2 separate regions of the Anas platyrhynchos genome follow, and region 1 is linked to region 2. The links are chromatin contacts, called in public Hi-C maps. All regions are on one chromosome and are shown on one strand. Each heading gives the region's core, a stretch centred on a gene start, on an enhancer-like site or on the middle of the called end of the contact. The rest is flanking DNA. Distances are from core to core; before and after follow the strand shown. Region 1 holds the start of LOC101797262. Region 2 has its middle 17 kb from the start of TEKT4.

The links. Hi-C and Micro-C count contacts between places; a contact is called where the count stands out from the background.
Region 1: a contact with region 2 is called in a Hi-C map of skeletal muscle, with 3 times the contacts expected there. The contact joins the promoter of LOC101797262 here to the enhancer-like site in region 2. A contact is called at or near these places in 2 of 8 Hi-C or Micro-C datasets (skeletal muscle and subcutaneous adipose tissue).

What each region holds. Positions count from the first base shown.
Region 1 is chr15:18,324,869-18,331,222 of IASCAAS_PekinDuck_T2T, forward strand. It overlaps LOC101797262, which reads left to right and starts at 4,192. Exons shown (of 20, transcript XM_072023810.1): 1 at 4,192-4,279; 2 at 4,703-4,834; 3 at 5,082-5,211; 4 at 5,373-5,466; 5 at 6,323-6,354. The coding sequence starts at 4,195.
Region 2 is chr15:17,884,368-17,890,675 of IASCAAS_PekinDuck_T2T, forward strand. No RefSeq gene overlaps it. Among named protein-coding and RNA genes, the nearest start is that of TEKT4, 17 kb to the left of the region's middle. Within about 2 kb of position 3,359, at least 4 of the 8 cell types and tissues checked have an H3K27ac peak or open chromatin away from gene starts, as enhancers often do. A contact at or near this core is called in subcutaneous adipose tissue, where this site is marked.

The DNA of each region.
Region 1 (6,354 bases), core at 2,942-5,441, 440 kb after region 2:
CCACAGGAATAAGAGGTTGTCCTGGCTGTTCGGATTACTCCACATGGGGTGAGTAAAACTGTCGGTCGGACTGAAGCGTCTGCTATACAAAGGGGAATAAAAACTCATTAAAGGTCTAAAAGGAAACTCTATTAAAATACCAAATATAAAACGGAGGAGACTCGATCACCCCAGTGCTAGAGAAGTGTCAGAGCTTGAACGAACCTGGCTTTTTTTTTTTTTTTTTTTTTTTCCCTGAAAGCAGAGGAAATGTGTTTTGTGGAAAGCCAGGTGGGATGAGGGGCAGGTAGGGTGTCAAAGAGCACTGATAATATTTCAGGGTCTCGCTAGGAGCCTGGAATACGAAGGGGATTTATTCAGTTTTCGGCAGGGAAGAGAGTGCTAGCAGATTTTTGAAGGCTTTCCAATGCGGTTCATGTTCATCTGTTTCTTAAATCGCGAGCTGCTGGCTGCTGTGGAGGGGAGCATCTCCACCTCCTCTGTCCCCACCCCGCTGCTGGCACCGACTCAGCGCCGGTGCGTCCTTGTGGTCCCCCTGCCCTGGCCCGCTGGGGTCCCCCAAAAAAACAACAAACCAGACCGCTTTTACAGGGCCCGAAATACCCCGGGAGCGGTCCTTCTCACGGCATCTCATTTCTGCTTTATTTGATCTTGGGGAAGGGAAGAAATTACGATGGGAAGGAGCTAACCGAACCGTTTTCTTCCAAGCATGAAAACGCCGGGTCAGCCTGTGAGTGCTGGAAGAAGGGAGCCTGGCTTCCAACACACTCGTTCCTCGTGCCTGATGGGCTTAAAAACCAGTGTTAGGGCTGTCCTCCTTTGTAGGGGACACTACTCTGCTGGCTTCTCCTGTGTGGGGAGACCGGTGGTACACAGGCATGAATGCTACCAAGGCTTCTCCACGGATGGGGAATTTTGTCCCACCTCTTCCCAGATTTGAAGGTTTTGGATCACGGTTGAATTCAGGAAAGGCATAAACAGAGGGTTCCTCTCTCACACACACATAACTCTTATCACAACATTTTTTGGGACTTCTACCTGCCATCTATTTGGTTGAAATCGGCACCAGAGTTCAGTAATTACCAGGGCTGCACTCATACATGGGCTGTCACCACACGAATCTTATTTCCTCACAAGACCAGGGTTCAAGGAAAAGCTTGGTCTGGTTTAGACAGAGGTACAGAGCAGCTAACGTGTGTTTCCCTTGCTCTGGTACCATTCTTTTTCTCCTGCACAGTGAGGCTTGTTTTTTTTTCAGCCCTCCCTCTTGGATCTTGGCTTTTGGAGAGCAAGGATGGCTCCCTCCCACCTCGGTGACTTCTGGACACGAAGAGGGCCCGTCATTCACTCAGGCACACATTATAACCACGTAAGCCTCGTTTCCGTACGAAACCCGAGCAGCGCTGCTGCCACACAACAGACGACACTTCGTCAGCCCATTGCAATGCGCTCAGAGGCACTTCAAAGATCAAGGGGAGGGGGGACCGCCTTCAAGTCACCGCGGAAAGTTTGCCCGTAACAGAGGTGACGGCTCTGCCGAGACGCCAAAGGTAGCTGGAAATGACCGCAAGCCTTTTCCCAGCAGCTCCGTTAGGAGAATCTCTTTCACAGCTCTAGCACTGAACATCCTTTTTGGGGCCAACGAGCGTGAGGCAGGAGTCAGCTGGCGGTGCCGGCACGGATCTGCGGCACCTTGCTCGGGCGCAGCAGGCTGATGGATTAGCACTCGCCCGAGGGGAATTGTAGGTTTCAATCCTCTGAGCCTTTTCCAGCCGACTGATCTATCCCAAGCCTTTCATCGGATACAAATGGGCCTTTGACTTTCAACAGAATGAAGCAGCAGTAAATATAAATGGGACGTGAATATATATATATATATATATATATATTTGGAATGGATGTTTTAATGGTCTGTTTGCTCTACAGCTCTGCTGTTGCGGTCAGAGAGGAATTCCACCTCTACTTCAGGAGCCAGTGGTAGAAATCCATTCCCCTAGTCCCAAGCAGCCCACTCCCATTGAGCTGAAGTCTTCTGCATCTTCAGTTAAACCTTGACCTGGTCCAGACTGCTCCATTCCTCCCTGAAGGTTTCACTTCCCAGCCTGATGCTAATTGTTGCCTATATTCCACTTCTTTATTTCGAGGCTACCAGTTGTTCCCAAATATACACCTATGTAAATCTTTATTCCCATTCCAGGCACCTGACAAACACAAGCCCATGCTGTGCCAAGCCCCAGCAAGCAGCAGAACAAGGTTCCTGCTGCCTTTGCACAGAAAGGGCAGGGGCAAGTGCACAGCAAAGCAGTCAGTGCTCTGAAGGGATGGGAAAGCTGCTTCTCTCATGTGCAACAATAAGAAGAGAATACGGTTGCATTTCCAGGTGTGTTGGAATTGAAATGCACTGAATACCAGCCTAAATCAGGGGTATTATACAGTCCTGTCGCTGTGGCCATGGGAGTTCACCAGATGCTTTCTCATTGTTCTGCCTTGGCACAGGATGGAGAGCTGAGTCTGGCTTATGGGCTCAAGGAGCAGGAGAGCTGTCTCTTCACCCAAAACACAAAAGTCACTGACCTACGAGATGAAGACCATAAAGCCTGTGGTGTCAGTCCCAGACCTCAAGCTTTGCTAGGTCTGGGCATGAAACGCTGCGTGGCAAAGCAGACTGAGCTGAGGCGATACAAAATTTAACCAACATACTTTACACCCACACCACTAAAAATAGGACGCCGACGCCAACTCTTCATCTGGAAAGAGAGGAAACACCAGTGTTGCTGTGTTTTGGATGAAACACAGCGCTGAGTCCTGACCATATTTGGCCATAAGATCATCTCCCAGGACTTCTGCATGAGAGCGGAGTATTCAGAAAAATTCTGCTGGCCAGGTGCCAGTTCTGCCTTTATTATTTCTCCTTGCTATCTCAATACTTCATTTCATCACCTAAATTGCTGTGTTGAGTTACTTTGGGCTGTTAAAACGCTGTCATGCTACAGAGGCAACTATGTGAGGGAAATGATGGCTCCGCAGAAAGTGCTCCACGCAGCTGAAATCGGGCCACCTATTTAGGTGTCGGGTTTAAATTTTTCATTGTAAGCACAGAAACTTGAAACACTTTGCCCAAATGTGTTGAAAGCTATGAAGACATTAAAGATTATCCATAGAATAAATATTCATTTGCAGGAAGGCATTTTTAATGCATTAATATTTCAAGCAGCATGTTGAAACGTGTGCAGCCTCTTACAGAAAAAAGATAATCATATTCCAAGTGTTGTTTCAATAATTTTTATTATTAACAATACCAGAAAAGTACCACATTTTTATGAATTAACAGCAGTTTCAGCTTAAATTAAAATACTTCCTAGGTTTTCCTTGTACTACTAACTACTAGTAATGAAAAATTTCCATTCCATGGGTATTAGTCCTCAAATGCTCTCCTAAAAGGTTCTGTAATACCTTCTGTTTGCTGATAATTTTTAACCAACAGTACTGTTATGCTTGTCCTGAAAACATGAAAAGTGTCCTTATTTCATTCACAATTACCCTATCTGCTTTTTCCCATAGAAAAGGCGATTATTTTGCCAACAGCTTATGAATATATTGCAGCTTTACATCTTCAGCTTCCTGTGTATCAGAATTTCCACTTTTGAGGCACTTTTGGTCCCACAGGCTGATGCTTGCCGGGGCCTCAGTGTGGAGCTCTGGTACCATCTAGTGTTCCTGGGAAATCCCAAACATCTGCTGGACGTGGGCATCTTGCTCATCACCTGCTGGGTTTGCAGCAGGAGAAATCTGCCCTGGGATTTTTCCAGAAAAAAAAAAAAAAAAAATACATTTTGGTGATGCCCAAAGCAGCAAAGCTCCGTGAGCAGCTGCCGTGATGGTGGATGCTGGGCCTGGCTGGAAGGGAAGCGACTTTTTCACTGTGTGTGTGGTGTTTGGGGCCACATCTGTGGGGTTCAGTCACGGAGACCCCCAAAAGGAGACACCACGGGTGTCTTTAAATATAAAGTAAGTAAATTAGATCCAAAAGGAGGCTGCCATGAGGCGTGAAAGGCGGCCTCCCCCTTCCCTCAGACAGCACCTCGCACACCACAGGGCCCTGCAGGATCACACCCTGCCATGATTCCTGTCCCCCTCTCCTTGCTGTGAAGGACGAGGGGTTTATTAGGGATTTATTCCACCAGGGGGCCAGCCATGCCCCTAGGCATGAGGGACACCCCCCTTGCCCACAACAAAGATGGCGGCCCCTCACTGCCCTCCCAGCCATTCCCAACCCGCTGTGAGGGCGGAAGTAGCGCGGACGGCTTCAGGGCGGGCTGCCCTCATGGGGTCGCCGCCTCGGAAGCGGTTTGGGGTTCAAAGAGTGGCGGGGCCCGGCGGGACGCTGAGGAGCGCGGTGGGGACCTGGGGGGGGGGGTCGTGAGGTGGGGGCGGCCTGCGGGGCCTGGGGGCGGTGAGTGGCGGTGGTCCCGCCAAAGGGGGGCAGCTCCCGCCCTCCTGTGCCCTTTATTTTGTCCCTCCCTTCCTCCTCGTTGAGGTTTGGGTGGAAAAGTGGAGGTTTTGGGGGCTGTTGGTTGTGGTAAGGGCTGGGTGGCGCCGTCTCTAGGGCGGTTCTGAGGGGTTGGGGGCTTTGGGGGAGGCGTTTTGGGGTGTTTCCGAGGGCAGTAGGGGCGAGCTTTGTGTCCTGCTTGCTGCCCAGCAGCGTGGTGCTTCCTTCGAGCTTTGGCAACCATGGGGTCCTCAAAGGGGGAGGAGGAGCAGGGTGTGATCCTCATCAGCGATGACGAAGCTGAGAGCACGCTTGGGACTTCGGTTCTGTTGGTAGACCCCTCAGGTAGGCATTGGGCTCCTGCTCACCTGTGAAAGTTCTCACAAAACAAGTCTGTGAAAGCCTCTCCTACCTGTCTTTGGATAGCATGTGCAAGTCTTTTTTCCTATTCCTGTGTGCCATTTGCACCATATGCAACCATAAGAAAACTTGCACCTTATTGTTTCAAAGAATAACTCTTAGTAGCTGATGACTTTGTTGTCGAGTTGTAGTTACCTCTCTACTCATTTAGACTTTTTTCTCGTTTATACAGAAAAGACCGCCGTGGAAGAGGAGAAAACTGAAGAGGTTGTAGACGAGGAATGTGACCTCATGGTTACATTCTGTAAACAAGCAAATGTGATGCCCCACGCCAGATACGACTGTACAATACACCCGTTTGAGTATGTTCGCTGATATGGAGGATGATATGGGGCTTTCCTTTCCTACATTTAAGCCAACTTGTCAAGTAACCTTGTTAGCATTTGAACAGCTAACAAGCAGAAAGAGTTGGATAAGGGCACAGCCAGCTCTGTAAGTAATGGTCTGTTTTTTAACTGTGCAGGAGAATGGAATGTGATACGTGCTCGCCCCTTGGAAAAAATGCTGATTTTTGTAGTCAGTGCTACTGCTACATTTGTGATAAACTGGCTTCTGAGGTAAGGAAGAACTGTAGTAAAAAAAAAAATGCACAACTTTGAGTAAACTGAATTCCTGAAGTCTTTAAAAGACATCACTCTTATGCACACTAAAACAATAAACAGAACTTAAATTTGATTATTTTAACATTTCCTCTTCTAAATGTTCATCTCAGTCAGCTTCACAGCGCTAAACACATGGCCAGTGTCTGTATTTATTTCTAGTAGTCCAGTAAGTTGTTGGAGTAGATGTTCATTTGATAAAAAACAAATGTACCTCCTCTTTTCCTTGGGCACATGGTGTATTTCATGGAATCATTGCACTAAATCAGACTGTTTCTCACTGCCCTAGGCAAAGGTCAAACTTTAGATATTCCTAACCAAAGTGTAGGGGGCGAAGTAGGGGGGAGCATTGTTTTGTTCTGTTTGTTTGTTTCTCTGGTGTGACTCGTTTTGTTTTAGGGGGAGGGATCTTTTGTGTATCTCTCCTTTGCTTTGCTTTTGTTTTTTAGAATTCAGCAAACTTTACTTTGTGAGTAAAGTTGGGCTAAACATGCAAAAACAACGTTCTGTTACCAGTTTACAAGGGGGAGGGTGTGAAGCCTAACTGCCTGTAAGGTGTTCGTTAATGAGGGTAAAACTGTGGGGAGAGGGAGGACCTGTCTTTTTTTTCCTGCTTTTAAAGCCACGGTAGCAAGCTATTGCTGCATTGGTCTCTTGCCTCAGCTGTCAGAATACCTCCTTGTGCTTTGACTAGCTCTGTAAAGCATGAAATGAATTCTAGTCCTTCACTGAGTTGGAGGAACAACTTTTTGTCTGCTTAACTTGGGAGGAGAAAAAAAAAACTTATCCCTGTCTTTCCCTTTTCATGAAATAGTGCCAGAATTGGACGACCTCTTCCCTCTGTCA
Region 2 (6,308 bases), core at 2,109-4,608:
TGCATCCCAACATCAGTCTTGGCAGTAATAAAAGTCACGGTAACGACTTTATGGCCACGCACGGCACTCATTAGTGCCCTGCGCTGCGCATGGGATGTAGCTGGTAGCCAGGCCGCACTCTGGCTCCACGGGCTCCTTGCTACCTGCCGTGACAGTCTGCGATGCTCTTCTCAGCTGCTGAGCTCTCATGAGGAGGACAAGCAGGACATGGTGGGCCCTGGGCACGGCGGGCTGGGCAGTGGTCCCGGAGGGGAGCCCACAAAGTCCTGCCCCCGGCCTGGCACAAGCCTTGGCAGGCTCCGGAACACAGCACTCAGCATACCCCAGGCCCTATTTCCATCTGTTACACCCCATTTTCCACGTCCAAAGTGGCAGCAGGGTCTTTGTATCATTGAGAAACAAATCCCAGGTGAATGAGCAGGAGGAGATTTGTCTGAATAGGGAAAGGTCAGTGCAGCTAATAAGTCCGTGAACAAACAGCTTGAGCTGGGCTTGACATTAATAGCATCATTGGATATTATTTATTAACTAACTAACATTCAGTGAACTTAATCATCTTGAAATTTTCTTACCATATATTTGGAAAATAGCCACCCTCTATTTGTCATTTGTTCTTCTCCTGTTCATAATCAACATTCATGAAGTTAATGGATGGAAAATACTTCATGTGCCCAGGTACCTATCTAGATTGTGAACAAACTGTGCTGTGATGCGTTGTCATTCAAGCTATTAAATCAACACTCGAGACCACAATTAAACAGAGGGGAGCAGCGAGGAAGGCTGCCTTCAGCACACAGCCCTGCAGCGTCTGCTTGCTCCACGCTCTGTTAGTACAGGCTTTGTGCTCTCCCTTCCCTGGGAACACGCTCCTCACCACACAGATGACTATTACAGTTTCTCATTGAATGATTTTGTGTTGGTTCCTTCGAAGAAAGATTTCCTGAAGAAAGGCTGCCCTGGGCCTGCCACGCTTGGCCTGCTCAGAGGAGCAGGCATCATGACTTGTAATGTCTTCACTGAGACCAAAACACTCACAGTGCATGGGAAAAGGAGCTCATCCTCTGAGATGTTGAGTGCCTTTAGTTCCCAAAAGTGCCTGTTGTCTCAAAAGGAGTGGCAGGCCCCTCAGGTTTGCATCCTTCCTGCCTCCATCCCTGAACAGGGAACCCCAGCCTGGTTTTACTGCTCTCTGGGTGATGAATGCAGTTGTTTCTATGACAACCTCACTCCAGCATCCTTGTTTCAAAAAGTCGTGGGTACTGGGGGTGTTCTGCTTTGTACCACATGCCAGGCACATGCACCTCGGTCCTACAAGTCCCTCTTCCGCTTTCTTAGAAGGAAAAAAAAAAAAAAGGGAGAATTGGAAGTTAGAGGGGGTAGGTACTTCTTGAGAATTTAGGAGGCCTGGACAGTAAAAAAATCCTGTCTGAAGCAAGCCCAAGTTGATAAATATATTGGGACACCTGGCTCCTAAGTCAATATTTGAATCCCATGGGTTTTGATTGGAATTAGGAAACTTATACTTTTTCATGATCCAAGACATTACTGTTACGTTGTGAGCAAAATCAACTGCTGCAGTAATGCCCTGCTGCAGAGGTGGATTTTACCCCAAATGCTTAGGAGGATGACAGCTCCAAACTGGGGTATGGATGGGGGCAATTTGCTGCAGTGTCAACTGCTTTTTGACTGCAGTGTCACCAAGACTGGGCACCCCAAGCATGCAACAGCAGCAGGAGAGGATGAAATCCTCAGGAAAAATGCCATTGAGGGTAAAGAAATTGTTTCTCTTTAAAAGCAATAGGAAGATTAAGTATTTTATTACTGCTTCTTGGAGGATTTATATAAAAATAATGACAGAGGAGAAAAAGTGAATGACCTTTTCACATAGTCATGCAGTTAATCAGGAAAACGGAAATGTTTGCCATGGAGTAATTCAGGAGATTTGTAAAAAAAATCTAGAAAGGAAATAACTCTGAAGATGGGTAGAAATTCCAGACTTATTTCTTAGAAACCTTCATTGTTTTATCCTTTAAAAATTCAAAATTCTGCCAGTGACCTTCCACGCTATGGGACAGAGATCTCTTTCAAATCAAGGGGTTTTATTTTGTTTAAACCAAAGCAGCACCAAGACAACTGAGATATGTCCAGAAAGAGACAGGATGTGGGCTCTCTTCAGCCAGTTCCTGGCATTTTGTGACACCAGCTTTATCCCAAGGATAAAATCAAGCTGCAAAACTGAGGGAGGAATCAGAAAGCTTTGTAGCTCCCCTCCACGTGAATCAGGCACAGGCTATAGCCGCGAAAATGCTCTCAGGCTTCTGTTTTTGTATTTCAAGAGCTGTAAACAAAATGCATTGTGCCAGCAAAACAACCCCGATCTGCAAATCATGCATTGCTCTTGGCTTCATTGCCAAAGGATGGGTTGAGGGAGCAGAGAGCAGCAAAGAGGTGGAAAATTGTTACCCTTTGGCTTCCTGGGTGGAAGCCAGGCCCCCCCAGAGGACTGAAAGTTGTCAGTGCCTCTGGCAGAAAGTCCCCATTTGCCGGTCTGGGCTTTTTTAGGGGAGAGCAGACAGGCAGGGTGGCAGAGCCACGGAGCAGCCCCAAGCGTTGAGAGCAGCTTGTAAAGGGGTTGATGAACTTCCCATTGTTTGTTCTGAGTGTTCAGGATGGTTGAAGATGTCTCCACAAAGCCGGGGGTGCCTCCAGGAGGAGAGTGGCTGCTCCTCTCAGTCTGCCTGCCAGGATGAGGCTTCCCGGCAGCCCAGGGAAAACAACGCAGTCCCTGGCAGTCATGGGGCTGTAATCAGCTCTTACTTAGCTGTAGCTGTGCGGATGTGGGCTGGAGCTTTCCTTCTTGTGTAGACATTTCCCCAATCCCTCCTGGACTTGCAGAGAGCACGGTGCAACCACACGGGGCACTTGAGTCAGCAGGACTCTGGTGGAGCTCGGTGCTGGCCGCCGGTTGTGGCAGCAATGTCTGGACCATGAATTGCTGCCCAAGTGATTCATGTCATGTCCATTTCCGAGAGAAAATGGAAAAGAGGGGTAACAGGATGGTTCTTCTTCAAAATACCGTGCAGATTGTTTAAACCATGTTCAGAGATTGAGCAAAAAACAATGGGGTTTGTCCCAGACATGGAATGGCAGAAGGTGACAAAATCGTGGAGACTGAATGTAAGAGCTTCTCTTTATTTTTAAATGTTTGTAGTTTTTCCTCCCTTAACCAGCTCCTTTTGAGAGCCTGTTAACTGGTGAATCATTGCTAGAGGGAATTGACCCAGCCAGGGCTGAGTCAAGGCTGCTCAGCGGCCGGGGGGGAGGCAGGATGGGCAGAGCAGCAGGGCGAGGCTGCACATTGCATCCTAGCTGCCTTCCCTGAAGGAGAAGGCTGGGCAGAGGCTTCAGTAAGTGACGCAGGACTCTGGAGGGTTTGTGTTTTGGGGCTGTTTCGTTTGCTAGGCAAGAAAATGATCTGCAGCAGCATGAGCCCACCAGCGCACCGAGCTGCCCGCTGCAGCCTCCAGCACGCCCAGGTGGCAGCGTCCACAGGGCTGAGAACTGCAGAGCAGGATCACACAGCGGATAAATTGAAATCCACCCAAGTCCTTGGCTGTATTTCCATTTCATACACTTAGCCCGTAATGATGGAGTGCCTTGTTCAGATACGGGCTCATGATTAAGCATTGCCTTTGGGCCTTGCAAATAGAAGATCATTTTTATGATTGCTGCAGTGTATGAGCTCTTCATAGGAGAGGCTTTTAAAATCCGAATGGGTTCAAGCGTGCAAGAGATTAATGTGGGGCTGCATGCATCTATCTCAGTCTGCAAAGTCCAATTTATTTTTGCGAAGGCCATTTGGGTTGTAAAACGGCGCTGTGCTTTCTGCGAAAGTCTGGGAGACTTTTTCTGCATGGTGGTCACTTGTCTGGAAACCTGGCAGTGGGTGACCATTAAAAGCTGATCCAAGTCTTTTGCCAAAAACCAGAGAGCCGGCAGGTCTGCTTCAGCGCTCACACAGCAAGCAGCTTTTTTACACTTCCAGCAGAGGATGCTTTGCTCGCTGCCTCTGGCACAGGGAGCAGTGCTGGCCTGGTGGAGGTGCAGGGCTGTGGGCTTCACATCAAGTGCTGGACCGAGGCACCAGTTGCTGAGAATATTCTCAGCGCAACTTAATGAGTGCTTCATAGAAAAACCTATAAAGCCTTGTGTAAGCCTCTACTGGCTTCCATAAACCAGGAAGGAAGAGCTTTGCCTTCGTAGCCCAGCTTACGCTGAGTGATGGTAAAGCTGAGCGAGCGAGCTCATATGTTTAATTAATTTCAGATTATTGCTTCCTGCCTCGTGAGTCTAGAATGGAAACTTCTCCAGGATCTGTGCTCCCTCCCCTAAAACCTGTGCTGGGAAGGATTAAACCTCTCCATCCTCCCACACTCCTTGCTCTGCACCCCTCTGAGGTGGCTGTGCCAACACGATCTGGTCACTGGAGCTGTTACACGCTCAGTTTGCTTTACAGGCAAGAATGGCTTTTACAAGGTCTCCGTGTCTCCAGAGCTGATGATGCAAGCCCGTACGCAGCTGTCTCCTTCAATAAAACAAAGACTTAAAGTAGGCAAATCTGACGCTTTCCCCAGCCGATGACTGTGGCAGAGCTGGCAGGCACCCAGCCAACGCAGCGCAAATCCACGCCACTGATGCTGCACCCTGACCTCCCAGAACCTTGTCCTGGCCAGCCCCAGCACCCAGCACCCCCAGCCCTGGCACCCAGTGCCCCCAGTCCCAGCAGCATCCCCAAGTCAGCACCAACACCATGAGAGCTGGTCTGCCTTGTGTGAGCTCAGTCCTGAAGCATGAGGAGCCAGACTCCTTTTGGTTTGCAATCCTGCTAATGTGAGTAAATCTGTGGCATTATGGGGCCTTATTGCCCGTGTACTTCAAATATGGGCTCATTTTTCCCCACGTCCCACCAAAATCCCTGGGAAGTGAGTACCTGAATGCTGGATCCAGCGCCAGTTGGCACAGGGAGGTGCAACCCCAGTGTAGCAATACGGGATTATTTCAGTGTCTTTCTTCTAGTGCTGTTCCTGCAATGTGACAATGGTGGCAATAACCCATATGCACCAAGAAAGTAGAAACACTTGGGAGTAACTTCATTTGGCAATGAAATTACATTTCCCAAGATTTTTTTTTTTTATTATTATTATTTTTAAAGAAGTGGCCAGACAGAACGGCCTGATGAGCACAGCCTGGGATGCACAGGCACATCTGCAAGGCAGAAAATGAGAGGATTTTTGTTCTAAATTCACCTTGGTGTGTCACGGCTGTCACCTCCTCCTGATACCCTAGCCCTGCCCCATAGCAGTACGTGGGTGCTGAAGGAGGGGAAAGCGTTGCAGTGCATGTGAGGGAGCATCCTGCAGGAACACGAGCATCAAGCCTTTGTGATTATACACGCAGCCTCCTAATTCCCAGTTTGTGTCACAGCACAAGATGTGTGTATGCACTCGGAGGTAAATACATTCCATAGCTTTTCCCCTAAACCAGCATTTAAATTAAAAAAAAAATAGGCCTCCCACCACTAAACAGCCTATGTTTAAATGCTTTGCATCTGCTCCAAAATTCCAGCTGACAGTTTAATCAAAGCTCTTACAAATATATTTCCCGCTGCTGGTTGCCAGCTCTGATTACTGTCATGTTCTTCTTGTAGCTTGTCACACGCTGCAACGAGCTGAAAGTTTGGTGGGAAACATCTGCTTTGGTCCCTGTTCGCTGCCCTGTGATGCTCAGCCTGATGCAGACCCCCTGTGACAGTAAGGGAAGCCAGGCTAATGACGGGAGGGCTCTAGAGCTCGGTATGGAATGAGGCGATAGAGCAAACAAACAGACCACTCATGCTAATGGCCTCATTAGGTGTCTCTTTGGAATAGAAAGATGCTAGGTGTAAGAATGTGTAAGAATGCTTTTTTTTCTTTTTTTTCTTTTCTTTCTTTCCTTTTTTTCTTTTTTTCTGAAATGTGTGAAAAATCAAGCCAAAAAATGCCAAAAAGACCATCTCTTGAATATTGTTCGCATTGCCATAGAACTGCAAACGCGTCCTGAAGGTCAGGTACAATAAAAGGATGTTTTACAGCAAAGAAACTGGCTGGCAACCAGGGACTGAGTACAGGCTGCAATTATTTTAGGTGACCTTGTCTGACCAGCTGCTGTGAGACTGATTGAGCATCTTCCAGCCATGGAGGAAGAAATAAACTGAGGGGGAACCAAAAAAATTAAGGAGAAACATGAAAACACCTGAAAACCTGTGAGGA